2 separate regions of the Hordeum vulgare genome follow, and region 1 is linked to region 2. A link is a contact called in public Hi-C data. All regions are on one chromosome and are shown on one strand. The core of a region is the stretch at or near the end of the contact, and the rest is flanking DNA. Distances in the headings are between cores, read along the strand shown. Region 1 has its middle 29 kb from the start of LOC123440370. Region 2 has its middle 140 kb from the start of LOC123444612.

Region 1 (5,126 bases), core at 450-2,949, 350 kb after region 2:
AAAATACATAGTATCACACTTTTCATATTTTGTTTCATGTAAAATTAATTATTAAGAGCATGACATTTTTATTATTAAGAGCATGATAGTTTTTTTTTATTAAGGGCGTGTCATTATTTATCTATAGCATGTTAAATTTATTTTTAATGGCATGGTATTTTAATTTTTGAATCACGGAAATTTTCTTTGTGCTACTTTTTCTATTGACAAATAAAATACATAACATGAAATTTCATGTATTTTTATCATGGGATTTTTATTTGTCTTGATCATGCCAATATCATTTGCGTTTCTTGACATTTTTTAAATTTGAATCATTCTCATCATGCAATTTTGACATGTATAATTTTATATGATGGCATTTTTAGTTAAAAAAATCGCATGGCGACTAGCACATTCCAAAAAAGGGTCACCTTGCTTTATATTATAAAGCAACTTTCACTCATTACAGTGTAACATGTAACTGCTAGGACGGATATCACATCAAACCCAAAAGAAAAAGGAATAAATGCCAACAGCGACAACTCGATAAAGTAGTAAAGATCCGCCACCGCTGTGTCCTCTCGATTCGTCCCACCCTCATATTTGCTACAGATATTATTTATTTTCTTGTGTTTGTTTTTGTATTTTTAGTTAGTTGTATGTTACTCCCTTTATAAATTAATATAAAACCGTTTAAATAATTACTTTAGAGGTTTAAACGCTTTTATATTATTTTACGTATGGAGTACAACGCAAAAAGAATATGTTAATACGAATGGGCTTTTTATGGCCAATTGAGACTCAGATGCGTACAAGGGGAGGGGGGTTTCCCTTAGCAGATGATTTCATTCGCCGGAACGGGGCCTAGTCTCTTTTTTTCTGATAGGTTGTGCGTATATCTTAGAGTTTGCCGCTCCTTGTTCATTTGCTAACTCTATCCCGCGGATGATGCAAAACTAAGGAGTTGTTCGGTGATCCTCCAGCTCCCTGAAATCTAAGGATCTGCATAGCATCCTTTCCCCCGCTCCGTAAATTTTAGCTGCTTCACCAATTTCGAGAATGGAGTTGCGGAGTCGGAGGGCCTCCGAACAGGCCCTAAGGCTGGCCATAGTGGGGAATAACATAGTAGTAACATCACACATTACAATGCAAATTTGTTTATGTGGCAGTGAGTTAATGAGGAGAGAGGTGCTTGTGGTAACTAGCTATGTTACAGTAACATCACACATATCAATACAAAATGAGTCTATATCCTAATTAATATGACATCCCACAAATATTACTACCCACTATGGAGGTAGTAACATAGACCAGTAACATGTGCATGTTACTTGGCTAAGTTACTCCCCACTATGAGCAGCCTAAGAGTCGAAATAGTACCAAACATTTGTGGAGCTGAGAAATTTCACGAACTCGCGATACAAGCTCCGTGTTTCCCGCTTCGGGAAGGAGGAGACACTTACGTGAACGTCCTATTGGGCCAATGTTGACGGCGAATACGAGGGGGGCAGTCGTATCCAAGCGATGTAGGCCCAGCCCCAACGGCTGGACGCCGCGCCGGCCACGGATCCGGTCAAAGAACCGTCCGCGTCCGCGGCGCGGCGCCACCCACGGTTTTCCCACCACGTGCGGCACGGCCCGACCTGCTCCCATCGCCGCGACACGGCACCTCTGCTCCGGCCTCCATCAGGGGGGCCCACTCGCCCGGCCCAGACTCGCACACACACACGCGCGCGCAGGCGTACATCGTCTCACCCGTCCCATCCGTCCTTTGCGCGACAGTGCGTGTCCAGACTCGCGGCTTGATGAACGGCGCCATTCGATTCGATTCGATTCGCGTATGGATGGATAACCCTCTCCACCTCGCGTCGCTTCTCTCTGTATCTTTCTTTTTCTTTTTTTCTTTTTCGCAATATACTGTGCGTCGCCTTTCATTTATACGGCGGCCAAGATGCAGACAAAGGCTACACGGTGCGTGGCAGATTGGCAGGCGCCGCTTGGCACAGGAAACGGCAGAGTAGCTTTTTCCGGCGCAGCGATGAGGGAGAAGGGTGCATGCATGGAACTGGCGGGAGCGGCGGGGTGCGGACGCGCTCGTGGACCGTAGGACGTAGCCTTGTGGTCATATGACATCATGGCTATGGTCTTGGTCAGTCTGTTCCAGCGGCGCTGGTCGCATTGGGGGGCGGCCTGACCCGTACAGCAGGCTAGCGGAAAATCCGGGCATATAAAGAAGGTATCGTCCTCGGCCAACTCCAACGCGCATATTTCATCAGCGTTTATTTGGATCACGACTCAACGCATGTAAACGGATGGATCTGTGTTTTTCGTCTACCATGATCTACTTTCGATCTAAATTTGAGCGATGTTTCTTTACACAGACTTTTTATTATAGGGACTAAAAAAAGTTTTTTTAGTCTTATGTAAAATAAAACACGAGGGACTTTTAAAAGGATGGATTTATGTTTTCGTCTACCATGATCTACTTTCAATCTAAATTTGAGTCATGCGATGCTTTCCTTTATCCTCTTGCTAGCCCGTTTGTCGATGGCACATCGGTCATTCTCTCTTTCTTTCTTCACGCCCAATACCTTTCACCACTTTGTTTTTGTCGTCATCGTCAACTTTCACCTGCTTGAACCACCGGCGGAGGGCTTCGGTGGACAATGTATGACAGATGTCATACCTTAATTTTGGTTAAATAAAATTTATACATTCACATGTCTCGATCAATCTACAGCTTTGTTCGTGCACATCTAAAAAACGATGAAAGAGAGGTCGCTAGCCTGATGGGCCGATCCATCCAATTGGTGTATCAGGAACCGGTCGAGCTCGATTCGATCGAGCGCCCACGCGCACGCACACGCAACAAACTCCACATGCACACGCACAAGCGATTGAACCCTAAGCAGCTAGAGTAACGATGAGGGTTGGCCAAGTCACGAGGAAAAGGCGGGTGACTGGTGACGGGGTAGCCTACGGAGGCATCAGGCTGAGGGTTTAGAGCATCTATAGATGGACCTCTCCCTTATCACACAAAAGTGATCGAGATGGACGTTTCAAATGGGCCTCAAACACGTGGGCTCACTAGCATCCCTCATATACAACCCGAATATGGGGCGGATATGGGACGCCCGGGCGCATCCGCCACGTTGGACCCGGCCCACGCTGGCCCATCCAACTTGTATATATTCCTCCCATTCGCTCGTCGGATCAAACCCTAGCCACTTCACTCAACTCACCTCCACCCCCCTCCGTCACTTGATCTCATCTTAGACGATCTCCAACCTTCCCCGGCATAGCGGGCAGCGGATTTGACTGACTAGTCCGGATCCGTCGAATGGGGTGTTATCCTGTGTGGGTTGAAGTAGGCAATGGTCATCCGCATTTCACTCTGCCACTCCCGCGAGAACAACGCTCGGCTGAAGACGGAATTTGTGCGGCGCGACTCCATTGCTTTGGACATCCGGTGATCTTCGACAAACTTCGGCACACCTTAATTTTTTTCATCCTCCGCCTCTGGCTTGGACGATGCCCGGGCCACCGGGTGCATCCACCCACTCCCCACCTCAGAGCAACTCCAACCGCGCGACCCAAACGGACATGCGCTTTGTCCACGTTTTGTCCGTTTGGGTCGACTCGTCTGCCCTCTTTTGCAAATGATCGGCCATGTGCCCAACGCACCGACCCATTTTTGGTCCACATCGCACGCTTGCGGTCATTTTTTTATCGCTTTGATAAATATTAAATGTTCAAGATTAATAAATATTCAATACAAAACATCGCATATTTCTAAAATTACAAAAATATCTCGTAGTCGATACGTTTAATAGAAAAGGTTGCAAATGCATCTACTAGTTGCCGACATGAGTCCACATATACTCAACCAAATCATTTTGCAGCTGCATGTGAGTATTCCAATCATGCATCTTATGATGAAACTCAATGAATTGTGCAAACGTTGCCTCTCCTCCATGCTCACGCACAACATTGGCATCCTCAAACTCAAACCCTTGCTCACAGAGACGTTCTCGGAGTTCATCCTCTACGGTCATGTTGTAATGATCACACAAACTAACATCACCTCCCACAATTTTTTCGTGCTCCATGTTCTACCAGGATATAACGATGCCCCATCGAGATTGAAGAATGCCAAAAGTGTGCTCTACATATTTTCTAACACTCTCTTTCTCTTGAGCAAATCTTTTTTCTCTTCTCTTCTACAGGATTGGAGATTGTCTTCACAAGTGTGGATCACTGTGGATAGATATCGTTAGCTATATAGAATACATCCAGGGTCGGGCCGGTAAAATCTAGGGCCCTATGCGAAACTAAAAAATGGGGCCCTGTCTCACACAAAAAAACTAACGAGCAATTATAATGTACGTATATCTCGGAAAAAAATATAATGTATATAATATAAAGTCTTACATAACAATTGGACATATAAAAAAGTCATACCTATCATCCAACTCTCGGTTGCTATTTATTTGAACATCCTCGTTCTTTTAGTATCCTCTTCCTATTCGAAATTAACATCACACCTTATCCGATGAGAGGTATCTCATTCCGGTGAACAACTCTCTTATGGACAAACAAGATTAAAGCGTCAACCACACCTATGAGCGATGCTGCCTGACCCAGAAGCTTCGTCCATTCATCGACAACCTAAGCGACAACCATGATGCGGTCAACCTAGGCGCTACCGATCCTAAACGGTCCTAGCAGAGCAGGGGAGGGGATAGCTTACCACCTTTCGGTCAGGGAAGACATGTTGGAGACGAGGATGGCCTTGCGGGGTTGAGGAAGGGGAGAAGCAGCTGCCTGTGCCGGAGAGTGTTGTTGCTGCCACGAACGTGTTGGAAATATGCCCTTGAAGCAATAATAAAATGGTTATTATGATATTTCCTTGTTCATGATAATTGTCTATTGTTCATGTTATAATTGTATTAACCGGAAACTGTAATACACGTGTGAATACATAGACCACGCCATGTTCCCAGTGAGCCTCTAGTTGACTGGCTCATTGATCAATAGATGGTCATGGTTTCCTGACCATGGACATTGGATGTCGTTGATAACGGGATCACATCATTAGGACAATGATGTGATGGACAAGGCCCAATCCTGAGCGTAGCACAAGA
Region 2 (4,762 bases), core at 1,815-4,314:
TTTGGAGTGTAGTAAGAAAAGCGGTAAACAATAACCAAATACAAGTATGTAATAAGGATTAACACAAGTAGAGAGTTAGGGTTAGAAATAACCGAAACTCCGAGAGAGACAAGGATGTATCCCGATGTTCACTTCCTTGGAGGGAAGCTACGTCACCGTTAGAGGGGCGGATGTTACCACGAAGGCACACCAACGCCACGAAGGCTCACCCTATTCTCCCTTTGAGATAACTCCACGAAGGCGTTTCTCAACCACTAGTGGTAAGCCTTGAGGTGGCTTCCAAACCTTCACAAACTTTCCGGGGGATATCACAATGGTTTGATTCGTCTCCGAAGACTCCTACCGCCTAGGAGTCTCCAACCTCCAAGAGTAACAAGATCACGGGGATTGCTCAAAACTTGCTTAAATCACAAATCACTTTGGTGGGAAGGAGGAGAGGGAGACGATCTATCTTTTGATTGGAACAACACTCAAAGGGACTCACAAATGCTCTTGGGATCTAGGATTTGGTGCACACAAGAGTGAGTGAGAGAAAAGGTGTTCTTGGATGTATTCTAGCTGTGTTGAACACCCTTTCACGAGGTGGGATAAGAGTATATATAGTGTGGAGTGAAATCCAGCCGTTGGAGGTGCTTTAAGTCACACAGGGTCCGAACGTCCGACAGTTGCCGGAAGTCCGGGCGTCCACGAGGGGTCGGACGTCCGACAGGGGTCGGTCGTCCGAGGCCTGTAGATACGACTAAACCTATTTTGAATTTATCAGCGACCGGACGTCCGACAGGGGTCGGTCGTCCGAGGCCTGTAGATAGGACTGAACCTATGTTGAATTTATCAGCGACCGGTCGTCCAGAGAGGACCGGAAATCCGAGTTATACAGCTCAACTTCTACTGGTGGTAGGTTCCGGATTTCCGACAGGGGTCGGACGTCCGGCGCTCGGACGTCAGGAGGGAGCCGGATTTCTGAGTTATAGAACTCAACTTCTACTGGTGCAGGCTTCCGGATTTCCGGGGCTTGGCCGGACGTCCGACCCTCGGATGTCCGGAGGGAGCCGGATTTCCGAGTTATATGACTTACAAACTTCTGGTGAAGGGCTGCGGATTTCCGAAGCCAGCCGGTCGTCCGGCCCTCGAAAGTCCGGAGGGAGCCGGATGTCCGAGGCAACAGACTTGTTTTGAACTGAGAACAGAGTGGAGAGTATGTGGTATTGGATATGAGAGTAAAGATGTGGTATGAGCAAGTTCATCGCAAAACCTGTGATCCCCTCTTAATAGTGCGGGATCCCTATACTCAATATCAGTAAACTCAAAAGACTAGTCTACATCATCTTATCTTAATCCCGAGCCTTCTCGAAATATAAATCCCCAATCTTTTCAGACAACCTTTGGCACATAATTCTCAATCTACTAAAGTACTTGCCATCCTGAGATACACTCAACAAATAGGATTAGTTTCCTATGTATGTGTTGTCATTAACACCAAAAGACGATTAGGGGCATAGCATGCACTTTCAGCTGGGCCCAGATTCGACCCGCCCCGGGCCCGATCCGGGCCGAGCAGCCATCGTCCGCGCCCCACGCAAGACCTGGGAGAGGATCTACCGAGTCTAACCGTAGCCGGAGCTCCCACGCCGCCCGACCCCGTCCACCTCGCATTGTCGACCAACTCCGGTCGAAGCCTCGCGGGCGACCCAGGCCATCGGCGTCGCTCGCCCCTTCTTCTTCCCTTTTATCTCTCTCCTGCCTCACCATCTTTTTTCTACCAGACACCACCATGGACGCCCGAGCTCCCAGCCGCATCTCTAGCACGTCGACGCTCAGATCCACGCTCCCTCGCCCAGATCCTGTTGTCATGGACCCATTCCCGCCGGATCCGCCCCAGGCGTCGTTGCTTCGCCGGAGTCCATCGCCGTTGTCTCCCTACCTCGGGCAGGAGGAAAGGGACGAGCTCCCGTTGGCCCCTCGCTCGCTGCCCCATCCGCTCGTGTGGGCCGTGCAACCCAAGCCGCAACGCCAGGCTGCCTCTCACAACATCAAGGCCCAACGTTTCAATTTTTTTGTGTGAAGTCAATACGTTTTATTATGGTTATCTATAAGTGGACTGCGAATTTACTGCTATCATATTAGTAGCCCAATGGCTAGAGCTTAAACCTTTTACCACATAGTCTAGTGTTCGATCCTAGATAAGCGCATCTTTGTTGTTTATCTTTTTTATTAATAAAACACAGAATTGTGGGGACCCTTTTAAGGGCTATTGTCCCACGCATTTAAGAACGGAAGGAGTAATTAAAATGGAAATATACACTGCACTCGTAAACATAATAAAAAGTGTTGATAATCTATTGAGGTATTTAACGTGCTTCATCAATCGAACTAGTCATTTTTCCTCTTCAAAGAGCATATAGGAAAACTACAGGAGTGTGAAGAATTTTCATTCACAATTGCAGCACATGTGCATGTGACAAATTGAGACGAGAAATGAGAAAAATAGGTGTAGACATGATACATGTAACAATTTCTTTTGTTGCAACGTACGAGCATTTATTCTAGTAATGATAAAACAACTAAACAAGGATGTCTTACATTCCAAATTTTAAAATACAACATCGGACAACAAGGTTTTTTAACCTACAAGATAAAGATAGAATTAAGCTTACTAGCAGAACATAATTTTCACGGTTTTAACGATGATACTTATTTTCAAACAGACGGGATAGTATGTATAACGGTATAAATTAAGATGCATTTGATTTTTCTTTCCTCGTTAAATAAAGTGAATAAAGTGTCATACGTACGAAAACGATACAAACTTTCGTACTTATTATGATGATGATGATGAAAACCGATAGTAGTACAAACTTAACATGCGCACAACATGTCACTCCTACGCAGCCGAGTAAAACGCTGTCTCAACTGCTCCGCCGTCTACGTCAAACTCGGAGCGATATACGACGAGACCGGCAGGCACGCCGGACCGCGTTCACGCTCACCGCTTACTACGCGGCAGCAGGCAGGTGGGGAGACCAAGTGGGGAGCGGGGCGCACGACTTGGACCCGGTAGCGCGACGTCCCGTCGACTTTGTCCCGCTCCGCACCGCCCGCCGTCTACCACAGTCCACAGCACGCCACCACCATCCCAATCCCAAAAGCAAGAAAAGAAAAGAAAAAAAGGCAAGCAAGCAGACAGGCGGATACGGGTACGTGCCGGCGTCGCCGGGCAATCCCCGTCCACGCCTCCACCTGGCGCGGCGCCGTTCGCGTGCGAGGGGACCGCGCACCACCCGACGACTGATTTGGAGAGGCGGCACGTAGAAGACGCGCCCGGTCCCCGTCGCCCCTCCTTTTCTTTTCGGCGGGTCGCCGTCGCCGGCCTCTTTTTTTCTCCCCCCCTGCCGTGCCGCCGCTCCAGCGGCGCCCTCTTTTTCCACGGCGTCGACGCGTCGGCCGGCTGCTGAGCGGCGGGCCTGCCCCAGGTGCGATAATTTATGGGCGCGGCGCTGTGTATGAAGGTGCTGCGTGACGATTTAATTAGCGTCACGTCCGGACGGACCCTAGTGCGTCGAGGCTGTCCTCGAGGGGAGGCGCGGGGCCACCGCCGGTCCAGCTCCACCTCTGCGCCATGAATTCCTTCTTCAATAATTGCGTCTCCAAAGTGGGGTGCATCCTGGCTGCACTGCTCGCAACAATTTGCTCCACGGACGCGGCCTCGTGTACCATGCCGTGCGCTCGTGCGGCAACGTAGTAGGCTGCAAGTTTCTTTTTTTTTATCGAGGCTGCAAGTGGACTGGCCAATTCTTTTTGGACTCGCGAATTGGATGACTCACGGCCTGTTTGGTTCATGACTAGCTTTGCCATAACTAACCTTAGGCAAAGTATGGCTGCTATAAAAAATGTGGCTAATAAAATGGACACCATAAGTGTGGCAAGATTTGTCAAAAATTGAGTGTATGACATGTGGACCATATAACTAGAAAATTGTGGCAAGCCACAAGTGTGATAATGAACCAAACACATGCCTAAGGTATTGTGGCATGACTAAGGTTAGACGTGGCAACGTTAGGCTGGGAACCAAACAGTCCCTGAATCTTCTGATAGAGACGAATTGAATGCTGTGTCATCTCATCAACAACCAGTTTCGACTTGTTCCTGTTTTTAAACACTTCTTAATACTCATCAGTTCCCGAATACACTTCTTTTTTAACACCTCTAACTTTTTTTGACTATAGAGATCTATATCAACATGTTTTAGTGTGTTTGTTTACTACTCCCTCCGTTCTTAAATATAAGTCTTTTAAGCGATTTCACTAAGAGTCTACATACGAAGCAAAATGATTGAATCTATACTCTAAAATATATCTATATACATCCGTATGTAGTTCAGTAGTGACATCTTTACAAAGACTTATATTTAGGAACGGAGGGATTATATGTTAGTCCGCAATGTGATCCATATTAAAATATTCAAACCATTTTATTATATTTATTTATGAAGGAAAGGAGTATGTCCAATATTAAAGACTCCAGGAGCTTCTCTCTTTGCCTTTATTTTTGTAGAAGTTATTAAATTTATTGATCATCAGGCTTATCTCTTCATTGATAATAAAGTTGTCATTTAAGGTAGCGGGAGTGTCATTTAAGGTAGCGGGAGTGTCATTAAATTTATTATGAAGCTCTTTTTTGTATTTGAGTGACATCTCATGAGCAACAATCCTTCCAATGACTTCTGATAGCTCGAGATCTTTGTAGTTTGTCATCATTTGGATCA

What was found. Hi-C and Micro-C count contacts between places; a contact is called where the count stands out from the background.
Region 1: a contact with region 2 is called in a Hi-C map of seedling, with 3 times the contacts expected there. The contact joins two enhancer-like sites. A contact is called at or near these places in 2 of 6 Hi-C or Micro-C datasets (leaf and seedling).

The regions. Positions count from the first base shown.
Region 1 is chr3H:516,631,267-516,636,392 of MorexV3_pseudomolecules_assembly, forward strand. No RefSeq gene overlaps it. Among protein-coding and RNA genes, the nearest start is that of LOC123440370, 29 kb to the right of the region's middle. Within about 2 kb of position 1,700, at least 3 of the 3 cell types and tissues checked have open chromatin away from gene starts, as enhancers often do. A contact at or near this core is called in leaf and seedling, where this site is marked.
Region 2 is chr3H:516,284,702-516,289,463 of MorexV3_pseudomolecules_assembly, forward strand. No RefSeq gene overlaps it. Among protein-coding and RNA genes, the nearest start is that of LOC123444612, 140 kb to the right of the region's middle. Within about 2 kb of position 3,065, at least 3 of the 3 cell types and tissues checked have open chromatin away from gene starts, as enhancers often do. A contact at or near this core is called in leaf and seedling, where this site is marked.